Linked DNA regions of Mus musculus: region 1 is linked to region 2. Evidence: chromatin contacts called from public Micro-C data. All regions are on one chromosome and are shown on one strand. The core of a region is the stretch at or near the end of the contact, and the rest is flanking DNA. Distances in the headings are between cores, read along the strand shown.

Region 1 (6,243 bases), core at 2,330-4,829, 110 kb before region 2:
TGCCACGGTCTCTCAGGTCTGACTCCAGGCGTTTCTGTGCTTGCTGGGGTCATGTGTCCCAAGGGTCCCCTAAGTGCAACCTGTGTGATTCAGTACAGGTGTGTTCTGCCAGAACTCCTCAGATTCATCAACGTTTGAATCTGAATTAATTTTTCATGGTTGTATGTGCAGAAATCTTTTCCTGTTGCCAAATGTTCTGCAACCCCCACATAAGGGGCCATAGTTTAAGAAGCTGGGTTCTCCATGAGAAAATCCATGCCTTTTCTCCTGCTGTCTGGGTTAGTGGGGGGGAAGCTCTTACACCCTCTATCTCCCTATCCATAAGGAAAATGAAGTCTTTCAGCCTACTATGATGGTCCAGGACAATAAACCCAGAGACCTCAGAGGCTGAGACAGAAAGATCACAAACAAGTCCTAGGCCAGACCAAACCACAGACTAAGTTCAAATACATCCTGGGCAAATTTTTGAGACCCTGTCTCAATTTTTTTCTTTAAAAAAATGTGTTAAGGGCTGGAAATAAAACTTCATGGTACAGCAATCACCTTGCATGTACCAGGCCCTAGAGTCAATCCCCAATACTACAAACAAAAAGTGTCATCCAGGTATCATAGCACCTATAGGCTCTGTAATTAGTCTTACACTATAGGACTTGGGAGTGGAGGTGGCTGACTAGAGACAGGCTAGAGAGATTCAAGACGGATGCTATAAATTCTTTACTGAGAGTGTGATGCCAACAAAGAGAAGACAGCAAGCCCTGCACCCAGTTCAAAGGATTCATCAGCCCCCACTTGGAGGGACTGCCAGCCAGTAAACAGCTAGTCAACTCAAGCTGGTTTTCCCCTGATGTTTACAACCTAAAACCATAAACAACTGTGCTAGAACTTAGCTGATGAGGAACCCAGGCCAGGAAGAAACATCCCTGCAGAATGGGGATGTCTATAGCCTTTGAAGGTCACCGAGAGGTGAGGGATGTAGAATCTGAGACCGGTTTCCCAGTGAAAGTTGCAACGTGGGTAGAGCTCAGCCATGACCCTCATTGAGGTACCAGGTCTCAGCTAGGTCAGGGAGAAATGGAGCTGGAATTCCATTCTCTAGGCAGAAGGCTTTGGGGTGGGGACAGGTCCACAGGGAGCTCTGGGGCTTGTCTCGGTTAATCTTTCATCAAGAAGATAAGAACCAGCTCTGGTGTGATAAACAGCTTGACATCCCCAGCTCTGTGTTGCTGGAATTCGTGATGCCAGGTCAGTCTTAAGTGCAGTGTCCAAAGCCCTGCACAGGGGGAGTTCAGGGTCTAACGGCAGTTATTGAACACAGGCCTGCTGGGTTTACATGCCAGGAGCAGGTGTGGCTCTCGGAGCCTGAGGAATGAGAAGCACCATCAATAACGTCTCTTAGCTCCGTACAAATTCATACCAGGTCAGCATACCGATAATAATTCCCTCACCCACAAGATGGATGCTGGCCCACCACAGATATTTAGATTATGCTCTGAGCTGCAGCCTTTCACCAGTTCTCAGAGGGCTAGGCTAGCAGGCTTTGGTGTGCTAATGGGTCCTTACCCTAGTTGTTCCTATCAGAAGATATGTCATACCCCAAATTGGGCTTGCCTCTGGTCAAGGCTAGGAGATGGGACGATCATTCCTTGGAGGAAACTCGAGCTGAAGGCAGAGGGCTCAAGCAGCTTTAGAGTAAAGTGGCATGCTGGGTAAGGGTGAATGACTAGAAAGTCAACGTCAGCATGAGGAGCCCATAGATGACCCTATCAATCACCAAAGCGTGCTCACAAAGAGATCCAGAGCTCAGGGAAGGAACATGGCCTGGATGGCGCTCAAGTTCAGCCCCAAGAGGCCATAGCAGAGAGTGTGTACAGACCCAACCAGACTCTTGTTCTGGAATCTTTGAGGTCATCACAGTCTCTCTGAGAGCCAGAAGGTGTGAATGACTAAACACTGCATAGGAATGTGGAGATGGTAATGTATATAATAACATATGATATATGATTTTCATGTGTGATATGTGATATATAATGCATATTGTATATACATACATATGTATGTATATATACATATATATACTGTGTGTATAACTGTATATATAGCTATATATACAGTAGATGGTCCTATACACCTGTCCTCCTGTCTTCTGGTCTAAAAGTTCCCTCACTTCCCCCTTGTTCATTTCAAGGAACAGGAGTGATAGTCTCGGTTCCCAAAGGAAGCCTCAGGCACACCGGTGCCTAGACTAATTTGCAGCTCCAGACTGGAAGGTGAATTGGTGGTGAGTAAGAATAAAAAGGGGAGGAAAGGTTTAAAACTTAACGTGAATTAAGGGCTGAGCAAGTGGGTCAATGGCTAAAGTGCTGAACGCATGGAGACCTTAGTTCAAATTTCAGAAAATCTAGGCATGGTGTTGTGTGCACCCCAAGGCTAGCAAGGCAGAAAGAGAAGAATCCCTGGACTATGCTGGCCAGCCTGCCTAGCTATAATGGTGAGTTATGGAATCAGCAAAAGACCTGGCTTCAGAATACAAGGTGGAGGACAGGCAAGATGGCTGAGCTGCTGAAAGGTGCTTGTGGCCAACTCTGATAACCAAAGTTCAACCCAGGGAACCCACAGAGTCGACCCCTGCTAGTTGTCCTCTGACCTCCACGTGCACATTGAGGCATGAGTGTGCCCACAGACATACTCACATGCAGAGACACACATAAACACGCACAAACAAATAAGCAATGTAAGTGTACTTGGTTTTGAGTGCCCCTGGTTAAGTCCTGACTACAGTGCAGTGTTTCGTGACCCAGTCCCTTTGTACAACAACTGCCTGAACTCCATCAGCTACAGGCATGGAAAAGCCATCAGAGCTTCAGGTGGGAAGGGCCTGCCTTAATCATTAAGCAGCCCCTGCTGCCATGCTGTTGATATCATTGCACCTAGACATGGCCAAGACATGACGAGAACAGAAGCTAAAATGCAGTTCAGAGGCAGCGAGCATCAGTCAGGAATTTTGTGCAAAGATACAGCCCATCGATGAGAAAGAACCTAAACGACTAAGGGAATTACTAATCAAAAGATTAATAGTCAATACTAAATACTAATAACTCTGCCCCATTCCTCAGAGGCTATTGAACTCTATCCTCTATCACAGAAATCATAGAATGAATCGAATCTCTGACCCTGTTATTTTGGGGAGAGTGGGGGTGGGGTGGGGTGGGGTGGGGTGGGTACTAGAGTACAGAGCTTGAAAGCAGAGTAAAGCAGTTGAGAAGAGCCTTGGCTTCTGACTTCCTGGCTTCTGGGAGACAAGATGGCCAGGTGTCTCTGGCTTTCCCCTCCCCCTACTGTTTCTCCCAGCTCCATCCTGCTTGCTCACTCTCCGCAGAGTTAGTCACCATGCTGCAGCCAGCCTGTGGCAAGTCCCTCACCCCGACCATGGACTGGAACAAAGGGAGCCTCTTCCAGCCAGTGCCAACAAAGAACTCTAGATTCTTCAAGCCAACAGCTGAGGGGACAGGATCCCCACCCTGCTGACAGCTCTGTGAATCAGCCTGAAGGGTGCCCCCACCCCCAAGTCAGGCGGTTGGATGATGCCTTTGTGCCAACCCCTCCACTCCTCAGCCTGTGAGCAATCTTCAGGCAGGGATACCTGAGCTGTGCCCATTCCTGACCACAGAACTCAGGGTCGGTATGTGTAACGTGCTGTTTAAGTTACACTGAAACAGGGGTACTCATCTGTTATGCCACAGCGGATGGCTAAAGCAAGAAATAAATAAGAAAATGAATCAGCCAAAGGCAGCCTCCAAAATTACTGAACAGAACAAAGACAAAGAGAAAAGCCAAGCACTGGCTATCTGGCAGGCACAGTAAAGATGGTGGAGGGGATGTGGTGACTGCAGACACTACAGGTACTAATGAGATAACATGGAGTTATTAACACCCCGCTGATATTAGAGAGATGGTGTGAAGTCACCAAACCTCTCTGATATTAGAGAGATGGTTTGCAGTCACCACAGAGCCTATAAATACTAAAGCGACAGTGTCATGTATTCCGAGCAACTGAATAAAAGAAATCCCACAACTTACATGAAATGATCGAATTGTTGGATGCAAAACACAGCCTACTGAAACAGGCCGGTAAGAAACAGGAAGCTTGGGCCAAGCTGTGCTATTAGCCATATTGACATTTCTTCATTGAAAACCTGCTGCAAAGAAAATTCCAGACCCAGCTGGTTTCTATCAAACATAAAGACACAGCCTTAACGTAAATTTTCAGAAAATATAAGAAAGGAACGCACGCATCCCAACTTACAAAGCCAACATAACCATGATAACTTTGACAGGACACAGTTGTTAAAATCATAGACCGATCATCCGACATAAGCACACGGGCAAAACCTTTCAAATTCTGAACACAGGCAACGGAGCAGAGAACCCCCAACGGCAACCCAGACTGCTATCTCTTCGTGAACTCAGTTTTACTGAGCTTTTATTCTGTAAGAGTTATTTTTATGTTTTTAATTACACGTATGCCCATGTGTCTGTGTGTGGGTATGTGCATGTCAGGGCGGTGCTGGTGAGGCATGTGATCCCTGGGGATGGGAGCTACGGGCTTTTATGAGCTGTTGTGTGCACTGGCAACTGAACTCGGTCCTTTGCAAGAGCAGCAGTGTGTGTCCTTAACCACTGAACCATCTCTCCAGCTGTTTTCTAAACAGCTGTCTCTCTGAGACAGTCAAGATGACTCCAAAGAGATGTCTTTGGCATGAGAAGGATTCGCTATACAAGAAACCGAGATGTTGAAGCAGGCACATCCCCAGTAGGTTTTCCTTTGGTATTTATACTCCTCCATGGCCCAGGCAAGCTTGAGCCCATAAGATGCTAGGGAAATGCCACAGACGCAGCTCAACCTTCAGGAGACAGGGGCTTGCACCAATCTTGCAATCCTGGTCTGGCTCAAGGCTAGGTCTAGGGAACACTGAACTTGAAGATAAACTGAATCCAGCCTAGGAAGCCGCGGAGGCTGGGGAGGGGGTGGTAGCGGGAAGCAACAGTCAGTCTTCCAGCCTCCTGTCTAAAACTAAGATGTTTCTACAAATCCTGATGGTGTAATAGGGTAGACAAAAAACCAAGTAGCTGATTTCCCTCCTCTTCAGCTGTGCCTTGCTTATGTTGTTGGGCTGTTGGTAATCCTTGTCTCCCCTGTCTCGTGGGTGACTAAACATGTCACTTTTGTTTTATGCACAGGCCAGCTGTTGTTTGCAATTAGCTCCATGCCGTGGGTACGAAGGCCATTGTCTTATTAGAAGCCTTGTGAAAAATGATATCGCAAGAGACGGGACATGAAACCCCAAAACAAACCGGCAGAAACTGGATGGACACGTGTTATTTACTCGGAAGTATTTATCGGGAGTGAAATATGGGAGACCGTCATGGATGGGAGGGGGGGTTGGATTTCTCAATGGCTTGGGGAAGTTGTGTTCCTTTTCCAAGAGAGCAGGTGTTCAAACAATGAGAAGTGACCTCTGCTGGGGTTAGGAAGGCCGCCTTGGTGAGTGGGAAGAAACAGGACGATAATAAAAACAACATCCTGCGCTGCACTGTGGAGAACCTTGCCACTCTGTTCTCACGCGGGCCAGCTTTATTTATAGATAACAGAGGTGGCTTAGAAGTCATACATACACACACACACACACACACACACACACACACACGCACACGCACACGCACACGCACACACACACATACACACGCACACACATACACACACACACACGCACACACACACACATACACACACATACACACACACACACACACAGGCACACGCACACATACACACACACACACGCATGCATACATATACTCTCTCACACACATACTTACAGGCACACACACATGCACACACTCATGGGCACACATTCACAGGCATACACAAACATACACCTACAAGCACACACATTTCCCAGGGGAAGTGAACTTTACCTGACATGATCGGCTCTGCTGTCTGTGGGAGCCTTTTTTTTTCCTCCCGGAAACTCTGTCCAGAATGTTGTGTTCAGTTGCTTGTGTCCCCTTTAGTTCAACAACTTCCTCTCAGTGGAGTTGACCAAATCGGACTCATTTCCAGGATACACGATGCTTGGAGGCACAATTGTGACAACTGGAGAGAAGCCAAGATTGGCAGCCCAAACCATGCAGCCTGGGAATGACCTGGCCTGGCAGGGTTTCAAGGACAGCTGCTCCCAGGGA
Region 2 (6,109 bases), core at 711-3,210:
CCAACTGTGTGGGCTCCTAAAGTTTGCTGAGTGTCCTCATGTGTTGGGGAAAATGGATGCATGTGATGTAGGTGTTGGATTGCGTTCAGTCAACATTACTTTGTTTCTGAAGACACATAATCTGTTTTCTCACTTGGCACATAATGCCAGGGAAACAGACTTGGCCATCCGCCCCTGGTGACTTTTCTGCCAGTCAGTGCGTAAATAATGTTGTCTCAACAATGTTTCAAGAAATGTATAAATAAGAGTTCCTAACACTGGCTAGATGCTGCAGCTGCTATTACCTGCCACAGTTGCACACAAAGCGCAAATTGTTGCAAAAAATACCTCAACTCCACTACTAGGCGGGTGCTTTGAAGAGATTGTTAGGCCTGTGGCAATTTATTCACATGCCTTGGTTAAGTCCAGTCCTAACTCTGGCATGAATCCCTGCTCACTCTAGAAAGGCCCAGAGCCACTGTCCTGCAGGGGAGCCGCAGTCACAAAGGCACAAGTGAACAGAGACGCACAAATAACATCACGGGAGCCTGTGATGAAACCGTCTTCTCATAGCAAGCAAACTTGAATGAACCTGGGAATGTGAGTAGCCTGTGTTTAGAGCACATGGTCCTGTTCCCATTCATTTTCAGCCGAGAACCAGTGACTTATGACAAACCAAACCAGGCAGGGGCTCTGGGCTCTGATACAGGAATATGTCCACTAAGACGGGCCTGCAGTGGTGGAGGCCTGTCCCACCCTATGGCCCCACCTCCTAGGCAGGTACTGAGATGCAAAACCCATGGATGCTAGCCTCCATGAGGCAGGTGAACAAGCTCACTTCTGGGTGACATCAAGGGTCTGCCTTCCTCAAGGTGTGCCAGGGATGTCCCCCAGTCAGGCTTCAGGGAAAGAGGACAAGTGTCCCTCAGGAAGAAACACATTCACCCCTAGGCTGGCTCTTGTCCTCCACAGGTGGCTCGCCAGCTTCAGCCTTCCGTGGTGTGGATCCAAGACACAGAAAAAACCTTCTACAAAAAAGTCCCGCAGGCAGAGAAACGGGTGAGTCTTCCCTGGCACCCAGTCTTCATTCTCTGATGTTTCCCCTCACAGGGGGACAGCTCCACGTTTCAAGAATGTCTTAGATTTCCAAGGAGACTCTGGGGGCTTTAAGTCCTTCCACAGAAGGCTCTCTCTGCCATAAGTGCCTGTCAGGGTTTGAAAGAAGCCAGCGCCTCGGTTTTTATGAGGCATAATTTGGGAGGAAAAAAAAAAATAAAGCGAAGGAGGGAAGTTTTTCAGTCCAAACATGATTCAGAAGAAACAATTCAGAGAACTTTGCTCAGTTACAACCAGAGGCACACACAGTTATTATTACCATTTCCTATTGTTCATAATAATAAATAGCAAAGGGCTCGAAATTCTCGAACAAAGGCCATCAACAGCACAGCTAAGTGCCCTGCATCCAGGGCCTCTGGGGAGCTCCGTCTCAATTGCTTCCTTCCTTCTTTTCTCTCCTTTCAATGCCCCCCTCCCCCACACTTCCCCCCACAAATCACCAGAAAATTTCCCACAAGTTAAAAAGAAAAAAAAAAAAAAAAGATACACGGGCTTGTTATTCCACACCAATTTGTACCAAAGCAAATAGTGGTTAGCTGTGAATTTCTGATTAAATCTGTAAGGATTTTAATCACTTATGTATTATACATCACTTTCAGCAGGTAGAGGTGATTTGGGTAAAGCCCAAAAGCTCAATCTTTGCTTCTCCAAATGAGCCCTGATTGCCCTGTCATTTTAAAACCTCTTAGGAAGACTCATTTGTTACATATTTGTTACATCTGGGAAGCCAGTGGTTAGCGCCCTCTGCTGACCATGTTGAGACATTGAGGGAGGAAAGAAAAAGAAGTCCCAGTCTGACTTAGCCAGGGTTCGCATACATGGTGTCATCATAATGTGGATTGCTCATAGACGTAGTGATTCACTCTCCTACGGGACTCCAGCCTGGGAATGTGAAACTCAGGAGGCCATTCTCCTTAGCTGGCTGTGTGTCTGCCGTCAAGTAACTTGATCTCTCTTAGTCTCTACTTAGTCACCAGCCCAAAGAACCTCTGAGTTCAGGAAATTTGTCTGGCTTCCTTTCCCAAGAGCCCTTAGCTTTATAGCAACCCAAGTCCGCAAAAAAGAAAAAGAAAAAAAAAATCTGAGGGGTGTGATTAATGAAAGATCCAGAGGCGAATGGGCAGGAAGATTGAGACAGCTCACATAGGGAAGGCAGGAAGCTGGCAGAGATGGAGATGTCTGTGGTACAGATGAACCACCTCTCTAGGCCCCACACCCACCCTCCGTCTTGCCTCCATGACCCCACAACTGCCATCCATGGCTGGGTCTGTTCTGTAGGATATGGAAGGTTCTAGAGGCACAGCCCCACTGTGGACAAATTAAATGTTTGTTCTGTTCACACCAGCTAGAAGATCCTTGGCCGTCAGGGGGATCCCCTGCTTTTGAAGACCACAAATCACACACGCGGAAGAGCCTTAATGCAGAGACATTTCCTTCTGCTTCATGTCCAGCCATCAGTCCTTCCCTGTCTCCCATAGCACCCCTGGGACCATGCTAGATTTCTCCCCGGTCCTGCCTTTGAAGACCTCTTGTCTTAGGAGCCAAAGATGAAAAGCTCTGGAATTCCTCCTCCTCTTCCTGTCCCTCTTCCTCCTCCTCCTCCTTTTTCTCTTTCTCCTGCTGCTCACTCATGTTCCTCCATCTCAGAATTTTCAGAAAAGCCCAGTCTTGTGGGGAGGGGATAAGGGGTCCAACCATCCTGCTTTGAAGAGCCCAGCTCTGCCCCGGCAGACCCTTGCTGGTGCCTGCCTCCTGATGTTACTGTAAGCAAACGGTCAGTCACGTCAGAGACGAAGGTACAGACTGAGACAAGGGCGCCTGCTCCTGCATTTACTGCCCCATTACCCTTTGTTACTTCATCTGGCCCCAGCCTTCCCTGCTGCCACAATAGGTCTCCACCGGGGAACTGCTTGCTTTGTTGGCGCTGGCTGCGATGCTCATTTTGTGGAGCTAACTGCAGAAAAGCAAATTGAAATTGCTGTGTGGATGCTAGCCACTAATTTGAAATTGCACACGGTAATACAGTCGTGAGAGACTGGCAGGCCAGCCGTGGGGGGTGGCGGATGTGGAGGTAGCCAGCTAATCAGGAGCTGTTTCCCGGCATGATTGATGAGCGGGCCGTGCTGAATGAACAGCTCTGAAATGGAACCGAACTGGCCTGAGCACGGGGGAGCTGTGGACTGGATGAACACACCCCTGCTCTCCCCACTCAAGAGAATGCACACGTCGTCAGGGTGACGGTGTCACTGTGGAGGCCATTCAGGATCAACATTTGTCATCCAAATAGGCTACTTAATTTCAGATCTCCCTACCATTTCAGGACAAGCAAGTAGCAATATCTCGCCTCAGAAAGGGGAAGGTGGGCGCCGCCATCACCATAGCAACTGGGCTACTAAAGGTGAAAGGGCTCAGCCATGCAGGTGTGTCCCTGTTTCCAGCCTTCCAGAACCCTCCGGCCAATCATTTCTCCACCAGTCTTTGGGGAGCTCACACGTGCACCCCTCACATCCTACCCACCCCTGTAAGACTTGTTTGTTCTACTTCGCTCCTTAAAGGCCTTGTCTACCCTCTCCATCTCCTCTCAACCCGGCACCATTCTGTCTCCACTCCATAGAAAATGCTTTTGAAATGCACCACGGCACAGAAGTAGCACAAGAGCCCTCTGAAAACTATAAAACCATTGAGAGACCTAGACAGACCGGAAGACATTCGGTACCGTGGGTTGAAGATTGAATGTTGCTAAGATGGAGCCAGTTAGGTTGCTAGCTGTGATAAAACACTGACCAAAGCCAACTTAATGAAGGAAAAGGTTTATTACATTAAGGGAAGCCAGGGCAGGAGCTCAAGCAGGACCCAGGGTCAGGAACTGAAGCAGAGACCATGGAGGAACGCTACTCTCTGGTATGGTCCTCACTGCTTTCTCAATCCTGCTTTCTTAACTCAGATCACCTGCCCAGGGGTGGCACCGCCCACAGGCATCTAGGACCTCTCACATCAATCATTCATCAAAAAGATGCCTCACAGATGTGTTCACAGGCCAATCTGATGGAGGCAGTTTCTCTTCTGAGGTCCCCTCTTCCCAGATGGCCCTAGCTTGTGTTGACAAGCTAACCATCACAGACAGCATCTCCCCAAGAGCCACCTAGCAGTGTAGTGCAACCCTCGAGAGCATGGCGGTTGACTCGTTCACACACATGTAAAGCTAATTTGGGTGGAAATTCAAGAAACCCAGACAAAATAATGAAGCCCCCAATTTCTAACAAGCTAAATTCTACATCTTCCCAAAGGAGACACCAACTGACCACTAAGTTCACAAGATGCAGAATACCCTTAGTCACTAGTTAACAGGAGCCCTGGTGATCAAGCCTGGGCTGGGCGTGAGCATCTCTGCCTAAGTTCCCTTCCAGTGCTTCCTCCTCATCTAGCCATACAGTGAGACTTAACTCCAGGGCGGGCTCTGATTCTCCCTGGGGTCCCAAGCAGAACTCATCCACACTCCAGCTTCTCCCTCTTGGTGTGTGTCTTGGGGTTTTACTGCTATGAACAGACACCATGACCAGGGCAACTCTTATAAGTATAACATTTAATTGGAGCTGGCTTATAGATTCAGAGGTTCAGTCCATTATCATCAAGGCAGGAGCATGGCAGCATCCAGGCAGCCATGGTGCAGACAGAGTTGAGAGTTCTACATCTTCATCTGAAAGCTGCTAGCAGAATACTGACTTCCAGGCAGCTAGGATGAGGGTCTTAAAGCCCACACCCACAGTGACACACCTACTCCAACAAAGCCACACCTATTCCAACAAGGCCACATCTACTCCAACAGAGCCACACCTTCTAATAGTGCCACTCCCTGGGCTGAACATGTACAAACCATCACGGTGTGATGGCACTGAAATACTACAGCCTGGAGCTGCCATTGAGGTGCTGACGCAGTGGCAGAGCCCTTGGTGACATGAGATTCAGGACCTTGGGTCCTCGTGGTGCCTTGAACAGCAAAGGAAACCTTGAGTCCATCTTCTAGACAGCTCAGAGCAAAGTGGGCTCCTTCCTCTAAGAAATCAGCCTTGTGGGGTGGCCACTGAGAGTCAAGGTCTTGGGTCCCCCAGCAGATGATTCCTTTCCTTCCTTCTTGATCCCAAGTCTGAATGCCAGAGGCCAAAGGCCAGATAATGCCACAAGAAAAAAATCAGTCAAATAGGAGGTGCTTTCCAAGGTTCATCCAGGGTCACACTTTGAAAAGCTTCGAACAGAATCTCGAATGGCCTCCCCGAGCACATGCCACCGCACATGTCCCTTCATGTTCTCCGTTCTCAGTTTTCTTCTCCCTGTGGCCTAATCTTTCCCCTGTCTCCCTTTCCCAGTTTGAACCGAAACGCCTAAAAAGATACCTCCCCAAACTCCTGAAGCTCCTGAAACCGGATGACAGGATCCTGATTGTGGGGACCACACACCGACCTTTCGACGCGGAGCTCCAGCCCTTCTGCAGAGTGTACCAAAAGATCATTTTGGTTCCCAGACCTGACTATGCTTCCAGATATGGCAAGTTTCATGAGGGTTTCCATGAGGCTTAGAACAGTGTTTCGTAACCTATGGTTCGCCACCCCTTTGGGGAGTCGCATATCTGATATTTACATCATGATTCGTAACAATAGTAAAATCACAGTTATAAAGTAGCTATGAAATAATATTATGGTTAGAGGAACTGTATTAAAGGGTCACAACATTAGGAAGGCTGAGGCCCACTGGCTTAGACGAATGTGAACACTTCAGGGGCCAAGGTTGTTAGTTACTCAATCTGCAGAGAGTGTGATCCTGGCTTCATAAAATCCACGCTACAGACACAGCAAGGGAGACACTAGGACCTGGGAGGTCTCTGTCCACTGGGGCTTGCCTGTCATGTAGGCCCACAGTGGTTCTTCACAGCCAGCCAGACCAGAAAGAACAACAGAGGGGAGGTGGGTTGGTAGGTGTTACAGGTGACATAACAGGAAAGAAGAACAGGGACAGTGGA

Evidence for each region. Hi-C and Micro-C count contacts between places; a contact is called where the count stands out from the background.
Region 1: a contact with region 2 is called in a Micro-C map of muscle stem cells, with 5 times the contacts expected there. The contact joins two enhancer-like sites. A contact is called at or near these places in 5 of 39 promoter capture datasets (the 3T3-L1 cell line, embryonic stem cells, hippocampal neurons and 2 more), 1 of 15 datasets of contacts at CTCF or cohesin (embryonic stem cells), 34 of 484 Hi-C or Micro-C datasets (Sertoli cells, cardiomyocytes, cerebral cortex and 11 more), 2 of 115 datasets of contacts at active chromatin or transcription factors (embryonic stem cells and epiblast stem cells) and 2 of 9 other capture datasets (adipose tissue and embryonic stem cells).

What each region holds. Positions count from the first base shown.
Region 1 is chr1:90,161,752-90,167,994 of GRCm38.p6, reverse strand. No RefSeq gene overlaps it. Among named protein-coding and RNA genes, the nearest start is that of 4930434B07Rik, 11 kb to the right of the region's middle. Within about 2 kb of position 3,579, at least 40 of the 459 cell types and tissues checked have an H3K27ac peak or open chromatin away from gene starts, as enhancers often do. A contact at or near this core is called in muscle stem cells and myocytes, where this site is marked.
Region 2 is chr1:90,047,317-90,053,425 of GRCm38.p6, reverse strand. It overlaps Iqca (IQ motif containing with AAA domain), which reads left to right. Exons shown (of 19, transcript NM_001368722.1): 16 at 952-1,038; 17 at 5,460-5,637. Among named protein-coding and RNA genes, the nearest start is that of Asb18, 36 kb to the right of the region's middle. Within about 2 kb of position 1,960, at least 72 of the 459 cell types and tissues checked have an H3K27ac peak or open chromatin away from gene starts, as enhancers often do. A contact at or near this core is called in muscle stem cells and myocytes, where this site is marked.